2 separate regions of the Gossypium hirsutum genome follow, and region 1 is linked to region 2. Evidence: chromatin contacts called from public Hi-C data. All regions are on one chromosome and are shown on one strand. The core of a region is the stretch at or near the end of the contact, and the rest is flanking DNA. Distances in the headings are between cores, read along the strand shown. Region 1 holds the start of LOC121216165 (uridine nucleosidase 1). Region 2 has its middle 8.1 kb from the start of LOC121216023.

Region 1 (5,680 bases), core at 2,716-5,215, 74 kb after region 2:
GGTCGAGACGTTATTATTGCGGCTTGAAATCAACATCCCCGAAAGGGATCCTATCAACAACCTTACACATCGCTTTTTAGTTCCGAAAGGTCTATTTTCAAGCCTTGTTTCAACCTGATTCGTTCCTCATACATGAATCCTTGATTGGTGATTACCGAAACAATTTTTTTGCTGCGCCACGGGGCGTACTAGACATCCAACAACTTCATCTTCTATTTTATGTTCCTCTTTACTGAAAATCTCAAGAATTTCCATCTCATCCTTTTTGGGTTCGACGAAACTTTTTGGGCAAGAAGGTTCTATTAAGAATTACTTTGGTTCTTTACTATTAGGCTGATCAGTTAATTCTACCAGAGTGACCAACTCTTGTTCAACTTCTTGAGATTCTAATATACTCGCTAAAACCTTGAGCTAATTGATTTGATTTTCTATGTTCTGAAAGTGGTTCTCCATGTTTTCCTGTGAATGTTGAATTGTATTAGCGAGAGACTCAACTAAATCTTCAAAAGATTTACCTGGCTTAGAAGAAGGTGGTTGTGTAGGAGCATGCGAGCTCAGCTCATAGCCAAAATTGGGATAATCCATCCATCTGTGATTATAAGTATTAGCATAAGGATTATATCTCCATTGTGGCCAATCGGGAAACCTTCCAACTATATCGACATGTTCGTTTGTATCGTCAAGAAGTATAGGGCCTAAATCAATTGGGCGGTTATAATTTGCACATATGCCACATGCCTTTACATGTTGGGAATTTCCTAATGTCATTTGTTCAAATATTGCAGTTAGTCTATCAAGACGATTTTCAAGAGTAAATGAATTTACCTCATTCGCTCTACTTGGAAACTCTTGACTAAATCTGAAGTATCATGAATATGCAGCCATGATCAAAAGTTAAGGATGCTAAAATAAAATAAAATAAAAATAGAAAGAAATAAAATTATTAGCATCGATCACCAGAAACGACACTAGATTTTGTACAATTGTCGAAACCGCCTACAATAAAACCCACTTGAAAAAGATGAATTAGTAGAAAATGATAATGTCGTATCCACAAAGACCGGTGATAATTTTATTTCTTTAACAAACAAATAAAAATAAAAATAAATAAGGGGTTTAAAATTAAAAAACTAAAATTAAAAGTAAAATAAAGTAAAAAGAAATAAGAAAATAAAGTATAAGAAAATCAATGAGGAAAAACTCTAGGCAAAGTAAATTCCCCATTTGATTCAAAGGTTTGATCATTGATGCAAAGATGAATTTCTATGTTCTTTAATGAATTGGTTATAGTTACTGACAATCACCTAGTAACCTAATATCTTCTTAACTTCTCAATAATCAAGACAATCGTCATTAATTTATCAATAGCTTTAAGAACGATAAAGACTCAATTCTAACCAATTATTGCACAAGAAAGGTTTATTTAAGTTAAATCGCATGCCCACACTACACAAATAATCATGTAGCCGTTACAAATATTAGAAATAAATCGATCAACTAATTATCTAATTGACAAAGAAATCATTCTAAGCTATCAATACTAGTCAAATATTTAACAAACCTGGGCAATTATAATTAAACTAGAAAACTTTCAAGTACTAAAGACCAAAGAAAAATTTAAGAGCAATTCTATCTTTTACAAACTTGTAGAATCAAACTTCAAATATTAGTTCAACTAGAAAAGAGGGTTTAGAAACCCATAAAATAAAATTAAGAACAACTCGAATTACAAGACTGTCTTGTGTTTTAAGTTATGAGCTCGTGAACTTGGGATCGCTTAATGAAATATTTTTGGTAGTTTAATCTCGATCTAGTGAGAAGTCTCATTGCATTAATGATGAAATGTACATTCATATTATATGGTGATTCATGAATTTGAGCATTCATGAACTATAAATAGACATTAATGTTATAACATAGATTCATGAATTAGGTACATTCTTGTATTCATGAATTAGGACTCTACTTTTTATTACTAAATACCATAGACCGGAACCATGAAGTTATTTTCTTTTATAATGATAGTTTTCTTTTCTTATTATCATTTTTGTTAAGGGTTCTTTCCTTTTAATTTATATATCTTTTAAAGCATTTTCACTATTAGTATGATGGTCATAATTTGAGTTGACAAAACATGCTTGAGCCTGAAAGTTCGTCCATGCCGATTTGAGTCTAAGAAAGCTCGAGGCCTAAATTATCTAAGCTTGAGACCAAACCAAGCTCAAGCCCCACATCTATCCGAGTTCAAGCTCAAGATAAATCCAGTCTAAAACCTAAAAAAGTCTAAATTATAAAAATATATTTTAAATATTATATAATTATATTAAAATTAAATAACAATACATTTTTATGTTAAATTATAAATTAAAATAAATTTTAAAAACATTATTTATGAATATAAAATCATTTTTTATAGCAATTATTATACATGTATAATAAAGATTCAAATTTACAAAATTTAAATTTAATGATAATATAAAATATATTAATTTAATGATATGAAAATCATATTAAGTCTAAAGAATTCATCTATCAAATTTGTTAAATTTTTGTTAATGAAAAATCATATTTGTATGTATTCATTGTCCCCATAATACGAAAACCTCTTAAATGGTTAATTTGACACATTTGGATGAATACTAGCTTCAATTATTAAAAACCCATCAAATAACATGGACAAACTTTGGATAATTCTTTTTTTATATTTTATAATATTTTTTTTACATTATAACATTTTATTATTTTTGTAGTTGTTACAATTTTTTATTAATTATCGATAATTGTTATCATTTTATCATTTTATAATATTTTATTTACATTATAAATTTTAATTTTTTATAATATTCTGAACTACATCTAGAAATAACTAGACAAATAGGTATCTAGATTCAAATAAACTCAAACCTTCATTTGCCTAGGTTCATTCTAAACGTGCATTTTTAATACTTTTTTTTTTTATAAATTTTGGGATTTTAGTTTTTAGTATATGGTACATGAAATGTCACATCAATATTCTTGTCTAGGTGGTATTTCATGTGTTATTGTAGATTTTATTAAGCGTCTATTAATAATCAAATTGATTAATGACGGTTTTTATTATCGAAAGGCCTAATTAATTTTATTTTGGTAATTGAGAGCTAAATTGATTGCATTCTTAAAGATTTTTTTTAAATACTAATGATTTTTTAATATTCAAAATTTAATAATAAAATAAAAATTATTCAAAAATCAATTTAATAATATAATAAATAATAAAAATATTTTTATCAATTTAATTTTTTCCCAGTTCAGATAAATAAAATTTATATGCATATTATATAACCATAAATATTACGTAGAAATAAACAAAAGAGAAATATCACTATACGTATCATATAATAATATTAATTATGTTAAAACAATATATGGATACAGTTTTTAGTTTATATAAAATAAATTTATATTGTGTAAATATGATGCAAAAAGTTACCAATCATAGTCTACAAATTGATGGTGCCCAAAGTCTTTTATACTGAATTTTCTTGGCCGCCAATGTTGTGAAATTGAAGCATTCAGTTGTTTTGGAATTTCAGTATATCTCGTAAGTAACAATTCTGTAGAAAACTTGTTGTATTAAAATTGTTGGAGAATTAAATACTGATTGAAAAAAATAATAATTTATCTCATTTCCAATTTAAATAGTTGGATATGTACAAAAAGGATAATATAAAATAGATGCATCATCATCAGCATCGTCTATGAAATTGGACCTTCACCCAACCAGTGACTTCTTTTTTAAAATTAAAAAACAGGTTGCCCCCCTTTTTCTGAATAATTATTATTTCCGCTCTGATCCCATACGATACGGGAGCAAGAGTCCAAGATTAGGACCACTCACATTGACCCGCGTTCCCATTTCCCATTCGCTGTTTCAAATCAATTATGCTGACGTCAGCAGGCGCTTTAAACTAGTATTAAAAGAGGAAGTAACATCACCCAAAATAAAACGCATCTTTGTTTGGTGTTCTCTTCGGGGGGGACTCTCTGTTGGCATCGCAGAGCGGCCTACCTCTTCCTCTTCCTCCTCCTCCTCCTCCTCTACGACAATTAAAACAAGAAATTCAAACCTCTCAATTTTTTTTCTTCACATCCATATTCATTAAAATCTTAGATTAGATTATTCCCACTTTGTGTTTTTCTAATTGCGTTGAATATGGATTGTGAATTAAAGAAAGATTGTCACGATGGAATTGTCGTTAATGGCGGAAGCGATGGCCTTTTACTCTCACATGCCAACAGCAACAAGCTCATTATCGATACCGATCCCGGGATTGGTCAGTTTCGCTCCTTTTTTTTTTTTTTTTTTACTTTTTCTCTGGTTGGCTACCAATTTAGTTGCATAAACTAGAATTATAATGAAATAGGAAACAATTTTACTTTTTCAATTTATATTTGTCCTGGGAGTTTTATTTTGGGATAAGCCATAAAGTTTGATTTAAAAAGCTACGTTGACTCTCTCTGTCTATATAGAAATGTTTTATTCGAGGGGCGTGTGATGAGATCTATATAGGAAAGTTTCGAGTTTTGACATGTATATAATGAAACCGGAAAATTTTTATTAAATTATACAAGGAAGTGAAAACAATATGGAGTGGATTGATTGATTGGCAGGATTAGATATGTAGAGATTTTGTTTGAGTTTGACCCTGAGCAATGTATGAATGCGTTTGTCATTTGATTAACAGATGATAGCATGGCGATCTTTATGGCATTTCAAAATCCAGAATATGAGATCTTAGGTTTGACCACCATATTTGGCAATGTCCAAACCGAAGATGCCACTCGTAATGCCTTACTTCTGGTACGTGCTTCTCATTTCTGGTTTTCATATGCATTTGGAATACGTTCATGATTTTATCCTCTTTTCGAGGTGCAAAAGGATAGTGTGAAATCGCAGGGCGTCCTGATGTTCCTGTAGCACAAGGCAGCCCCGAGCCGCTTACGGTAAATGCTTCAGTTTTCCCTTTCCTAAATTACAATGTAATTCCATGGGAATACTAACGGACCTCGCTGCAGTTGTTAACTTGCTTTATTGTGCCTTGATATTCTTCTTTTTTTTTTTTTGGGGGGGGGGATTACTATATCTTTTATTTACCATAGCCTAATTGTGGTTGATTTGTATGGAAAAGGGTGGGAGGCCGATTGTTGCCGACTTTGTTCATGGCTCTGATGGACTGGGGAATATATTCCTATCTCCTCCAAAAACTAGCAAATCTGATAAGGCTGCCTCTGAATTTTTAGTTGAGAAGGTTTCTGAATATCCTGGTGAAGTATCTATACTAGCACTTGGACCACTCACAAACTTGGCACTGGTAAGACCTTGCTACTCTCTTATCAATTTCCTCCATTTTGGTTATAGGCTTCGCAGGTAAGTGCTTAAACACAGTTCTCTTTTTTTTAAATCCAGGCAATCAAAAGGGACTCTTCCTTTGCGAGCAAGGTGAAGAATATGGTTGTACTTGGTGGCTCATTCTTTGCATTAGGAAATGTAAATCCTGCTGCTGAAGCAAATGTAAGCACAAAAGGATCCTAAATTTGTTTCTTACTACAAGCTCCATATTATCATTCTTCCTTTTGAAAAAGTTTAGTTTCCAAGGACAAGCTACAATCTTTCGAAGTTGACCTTGTGTTTCTTTGAAAG
Region 2 (5,946 bases), core at 617-3,116:
ACCAACCAAATTTAGGATGAATATTTTTCACAACTATATTTATTTTTTTCTTTTATTAATGGCATATTCAGTTATCTTTTTTCTTTGTCTTTTGAATATTTAAAAACTAAATTGCGTGTTTAACTTCAAATGGAATAAATTGCTCATGACCTAATTATATATTAATGAAAATAGCCAACATTATTATTAGCTGTATATGTAAAACTTTTAAACTGATTAAAATTTTACTATTAAAAATCATAAATATTAAGTAAAATAATTAAATTAAGCATAGAATTATTTTTTTAAAATATAATGTTACATGCATTAAAAATAAAATAATTTGTATTAAATGTTGCAATGGTTTAACTTTTCTTAACATATAATGGAAAACATTAATACCATAATAAATATATCCATTTAATTGATTAAAAATGTGATAAATATATTAAATTATAAATTTAATGAGATTTAAAATTAAAATGCTACTAAATTTAGCATACAAAGCAAGATGGATATTTCTTTGGAAAACGATAAGCTCTCTGAATCTCAGTTTTTTGATGATTGGGAAACGAAAAAAGTTTGGTTTAAAGAGCGGGATGGTGATGTTCATGTTGAAATCGTTATGGATCTGGTTTCGCTACCAAAAGTATCTTGGAAACAGATGCTGCTGGGGATAGGGGTTTCAGTTCAAGAGGAAGGGCCCCAATCTAATGAATTTGATATTGTTGAAGATTTGGAATTTCTAGAAGGAGATGTTAAAAAATCCATGGTCAATGGACTTTCGGCGATAGAGTTCTCGGATCGTATCCAATAGATCCTTTTTAAGGATATGGAGACAACGTTTGTGGTGAAGCTATTGGGGCGTAATATTGGTTACATCACCCTGTTTAATCAGGTCAGTAGCTTATGGCATCCTTCTAAATTGTTCCATCTAATGATACAGACAACGGTTATTTCCTAGCTAAACTTCAGTGTATTGAAGATTATAATAAAGTGCTCACGTAAGGACCATGGAGAATATATGGTAAATATCTCATTGTTCAGCCATGGACAATATTTTTCAACCCCAAGAAATCTTACCCGAATGTAGTTTTCGCATGGATCAAAATGTCGGTCTACCGGGTTTTATGTGCAAAAAGAGAATTCTGGAAGCAGTGGGAATATTGGTTGGCAAAGTGGCCAAACTTGATTTCAACACTGACAACAAAACTAGGGGTCATTTCGCTAGAATGATCGTTTTTGTAATCTTGATAGACCGTTAGTGTCCCAAGTGTTGGTGAATGGAGAATTGATAAGGGCGGAGTATGAAGCCTTGCCAACCATATGCTCTTTATGTGAAAAATATGGTCACCTGAAGGAGACGTGTCCTTCGTTAACGACAGAGATGAGCCTTAAGACTGGGATAACCAGTGATAACTTGAAGCCATCAAATTCGACAATCGGTGGTAAGAGATCAGCGTTTGGACCATGGATGGTGGTGGAGCGAAAAATACGACGAGGATGGAGGAATCAGCGTAATCAGAGGGGTGGGGTAAAAAAAGGTAACTTTGGGGTCAAGATTTTTTACCTTAAATGGATTGGACAATCTGAATATAAGTGATGGGGATGGGGATGTTATGATCCCTGATGATTTTACTACTAAATTAAAAGGTAAGGAAAAAATTTTTTGCGCGTTTAATGGGGAAAGATACGTTAGCTTTAAAGAAAGGAGATGCTGGACTGTTAATGCATCCAATTAAGGGTGTGGGCAGTGGATCACAAGGAAATGATTCTAGGTCTGATGGGTTGGGTGAGAAAATAAATGGGGGTCTAGGCCAAACCTAAATGGAGGCGACCCTAGCGTTTCTAATAACAGTGCAAGCAGTGATACCAATTTGGGTTGGGAAAACTAGGTGTGAGGGTGGTCAGAATAATAAGGCTGAGCTAGATTTAGGCTTACGACCCATGAGACAAGTGGTTAAGGACCTAGGTAAAAGACAAACTAAAACAGGCGGTCCAAGAGATAATGAGATTGGGCTCAATATCACTGGGTCTAATACGATGCGCATTCTTAATGGTAAAATTGATGGGTTGCACGAGAATTGTAACAAACCAAAAATGATAGTGGTTGATTTGAATGCCATTAAGCAATTGGGGAACTTATTTAATGACCCACCACAATCCTCTAATTTATCAAATGGCCCCTTTGTGACTACTACGTATTTCAATCATACTTTCGAAGAATCAGAAGGAATGGCGATGGCTTTAGATGGAAATGTTCTTGATTTAAGGAAGTATTCGACGATCATTTTCAAAAAAATTCTAATCCAATAATGGACAAGCATTAGGGAACGGTAAAAATGATAGTATTGTAAAAGGAATCTTTACACCCAAAGTGCTAGGTTTAGGTGTTAAAAGTGGACCGAGCCATAGTGATAAAAAATTTAATCGAACTATTCAAAATCGTAGGGCTAGCTTTAAATTAGTTGGCACTGCCTGTGTTCCTCTATCTGATTCTATGAATTCTTTAGGGTTCAGAGGGTTGGCAGGATATAGAGTCAGGGGACTCTAAGCAGTAAGGTAGGTTTTTTTCCTTTCCTATTTTTTATGAATTTGACAGTTTTCTCTTGGAATTGCCAGGGATGTGTCAGTCCAAAATTTCTCTGCATCTTCCGTGAATACAATAGAGAGTACAAACCTAAAATTGTTAGTTTACTGGAAACAAGGGTAACTGGTTTTAAAGTTGATAAATTTATTACTAACTTGGGTTTTCAATTTTCACACAGGGTGGAGGCTATTGGTTTTCTAGAGGTATTTGGGTAGGTAGAAAGGACCCGTTTTCTATTGAAATTCTTTGCAGTAACCCTCAATTCATCTATATTTGACTTCTTAGGACTAGTTTTGTATTGCCTTTTCATATTGCTTTTGTTTACAGAAGCCTAGATAGGAAAAAGAGGAAGAAATTTTGGGAAAGTCTTACTTCCATTATTCCGTACGATAATACCCTATGGATGGCGATTGGTGATTTTGATGCTCTGGTTCTTCTAGTGATAAGAAAAAAGGGCATACAGTTGGGAAAGGTTGTCTATTTAATGATTTTCTTGAGAAGTATTTTTTGTAGGATTTAGGTTTCAAGAGGCCTCCTTTCACTTGACACCAGGGTGAGCTTTATGAAAGGCTTGATAAGGTAATTGGTAATGATACTTGCCTGTGATCTTTTTCGTACTGCTCTGTCACTCACCTCTCAAAGGTCAAGTCAGATCATAGACCTTTCAGATTCCTAGCTGGTTGGATTGAACACCCTAAATTTTTAGATTTTGTCAATGAGAAGTGGTGCTTCAAAGGTAGCATAGCTGAATCTTTAAACTATTTTACTGATAACATTAAAAATTATATTCATTCTATGTATGGTCTTATTCAGACCCGTAAGAGGAAGTTGATGCAAAGATTCTCTAATGTTAAAAGGGCCTTAGAAAGCTCTGATTCTGTGCATTTAAGTATTCTGGAATCCCAGATGCGAGAAGAGTTGGAATGTATCCTCCACCATGAAAATTGTTATGGAAGCAAAAACCTAGGTGTGATTAGTTGTAATTTAGGGATCGGAACACTAAATTTTCCACTCTCGTACAATTCAGAGGACGAATCACAATAAAATCACAGCTTTAAAAAATAAAGGTGTCTGGATCTTTGAAGATGAGGTTCTTCAGTTTGAGGCAGTTAAATTCTTTCAAAAATTATATAGTGAGCCTCCGAAATGCTCGAGAGGCTTACCCTCTAGCTCATTTCTAAAATTGATTCTAATGATGATGTATTCTTGAGTAAAGCAACACCGAATGAAGAATTTAGGGTGCCTTTGTTTGACATGGCTCTATTGAAAATGCCCGAATGTGATGGTTATCATGCACTCTTTTTTCAGAGTCAATGGGAGCAGATCGACGGGGCTGTCTGCGCGTGGGTCAAAATTTTTTTTGATGGTCAAGCTATCGAAAGGAAGCTTAATAATAATTTACATGTGCTTATCCCTAAGGTTCATAATCTGAGAGCTTTACACAGTTTCGCCCTGTAAGCTTGTGTTTAGTTCTCTACAAATTGGTCATGAAGATTATTACAAATAGATTTAAGATGGTTTTTCCTAGAATCATTGGACCAGAACAAGCCGATTTTCTTTTTGGAAGGAACATCACAAATAATATCATAGTGGCCCATTAAGTTATCCATTCAATGCATATAAAATACAAAAAATGGATAACCATTAAGATTGATTGGAAAATGTCTACGACCGAATGAGTTGGGAATTCATAGATGCCTCCCTTCAAGTAGTAAAAATTCCAGATTTCTTTCGAAATGTCATTATGTCCACTATCACCAATTTCACTATGTAAATCTTGTGGAATGGAGTACCTACTCAAAAATTCAGTCCAGTTAGAGGCATTAGACAAGGGTGTTCTCTGTCCCCTTACCTTTTTGTTCTATGCATGGAACGGTTGGGTCACAATATTTGTTCGGTTATAAACTTTGGCCTTTGGTCTCCCATTAGCTTATACAGGTCAGGTTCGACTCTTTCTCACTTATTATTTTGTATATGATCTTGTTATCTTTGGGAAAACTGATGTGAGTCAGGCTAGATTAATTAAAGATTTACTGAATAATTTCTGTGGCTATTTTGGGCATCGGGTCAATGCTCATAAGTCGAACATTTTCTTCTCCAAAGGCATGAATGAAGATTTGGTAGGACAGCTTTGTGATATGCTTGGTTTTCGGAAGGTTTACAATTTAGGATTGTACTTGGAAATCCCTCTTCTCCACGAAACGATTACCATTAGTTTCTTGAAGTTTGTGGTGGAAAAAGTATAATCAAGGCTTCAAAAGTGGGATGCAAGGCAACTATCTCTACCTGGCAAAGTTGCTTTATCTTAATCGGTTCTTCTTACAATCCTTAGCTACTTCATGCAATCCTTGAGGATTCCCCAAGGAATATGTGACAAAATTGACAGTGTTATTAGACAGTTTATATGAGGGTCGGTTGAAGCAAGTAAAATGATAAGTGTTAAAAGTAACATGTTTTCATCTCACTCCTAATGCATTTTTAGGTGATTATTTGATGTTAATGGTGAATTTTATGGTCCTAATCCTTTAAATTCATATTTTTATACTTAGGAGAGTATTTGGGAGCAAAATGGGAGAAAAATAAGAAAAAATTGAAAAATCAAAGTAAGGTACATAAGCCACACGGGTTTACCTCTTCCACACGATCATGTGAGCCACACAGCCTGCCACATAGCCATGTGGCTGAGCGTGTCAATTTCATGAATTGGCATTCTAAATAGTGGGAAAATACGATTTTTAGGTTTTTTTGGCATTCTAAGACGTATATATGAAAAAAATTAGAAGATAGGATTGAGTCGTCATATAATATTGAAGAAAACCGCTCGAAAAACAATTTTGAAGTTGATTTTGAAGCAGATTTTTGTCAAAATTGAATATTCGCATTTGATTTCTTAGAAATCCATCATGAGTTTCTTTGGTTCTTTCGGCTATATTGTGTTTTAGATGTTTTTATTTTCAAGCATGAACTAATTTTTTAAATACCTAGGGGAGATGAACCATATGATAGATTCTGTCATTTGATTTTTATTTTACGTAATAAATATTTAAATATTGTTCTCAATTATGTGTGCTTAATTCTTGATTTGATATTTCTAAATTATTGATCCATGTTTGATATGCTTAAATCAGAGGAGAAATAGACTTGTTTAAGAGTATATATTGCGTAATTGAGTTGAGTTGCATGCAATTCTAGAAATAGAATGACATAAATCTATTAGATTAGAGTCAAATCCAATAGAGGAATCCATAGATCGAGTTAATGCGATAATTGTAATGCCCCAAAATTTGAACATTTGCTTGTTAAATTCTGTTAATAATTAAGTATCTGCTTCAGTGGTTTACTGCCTTAATTGTTCATCAAGGGTTCAAGTTGTAACA

The links. A called contact is a pair of places that touch in the nucleus more often than the background predicts.
Region 1: a contact with region 2 is called in a Hi-C map of leaf, with 1.7 times the contacts expected there. The contact joins the promoter of LOC121216165 here to the enhancer-like site in region 2. A contact is called at or near these places in 9 of 34 Hi-C or Micro-C datasets (anther, callus, leaf and 1 more).

Annotation. Positions count from the first base shown.
Region 1 is chrD04:36,734,509-36,740,188 of Gossypium_hirsutum_v2.1, forward strand. LOC121216165 (uridine nucleosidase 1) reads left to right here and starts at 3,966. Exons shown (of 9, transcript XM_041091501.1): 1 at 3,966-4,313; 2 at 4,725-4,840; 3 at 4,924-4,983; 4 at 5,169-5,351; 5 at 5,447-5,551. The coding sequence starts at 4,193.
Region 2 is chrD04:36,662,210-36,668,155 of Gossypium_hirsutum_v2.1, forward strand. No RefSeq gene overlaps it. Among protein-coding and RNA genes, the nearest start is that of LOC121216023, 8.1 kb to the left of the region's middle. Within about 2 kb of position 1,867, at least 7 of the 9 cell types and tissues checked have an H3K27ac peak or open chromatin away from gene starts, as enhancers often do. A contact at or near this core is called in leaf, where this site is marked.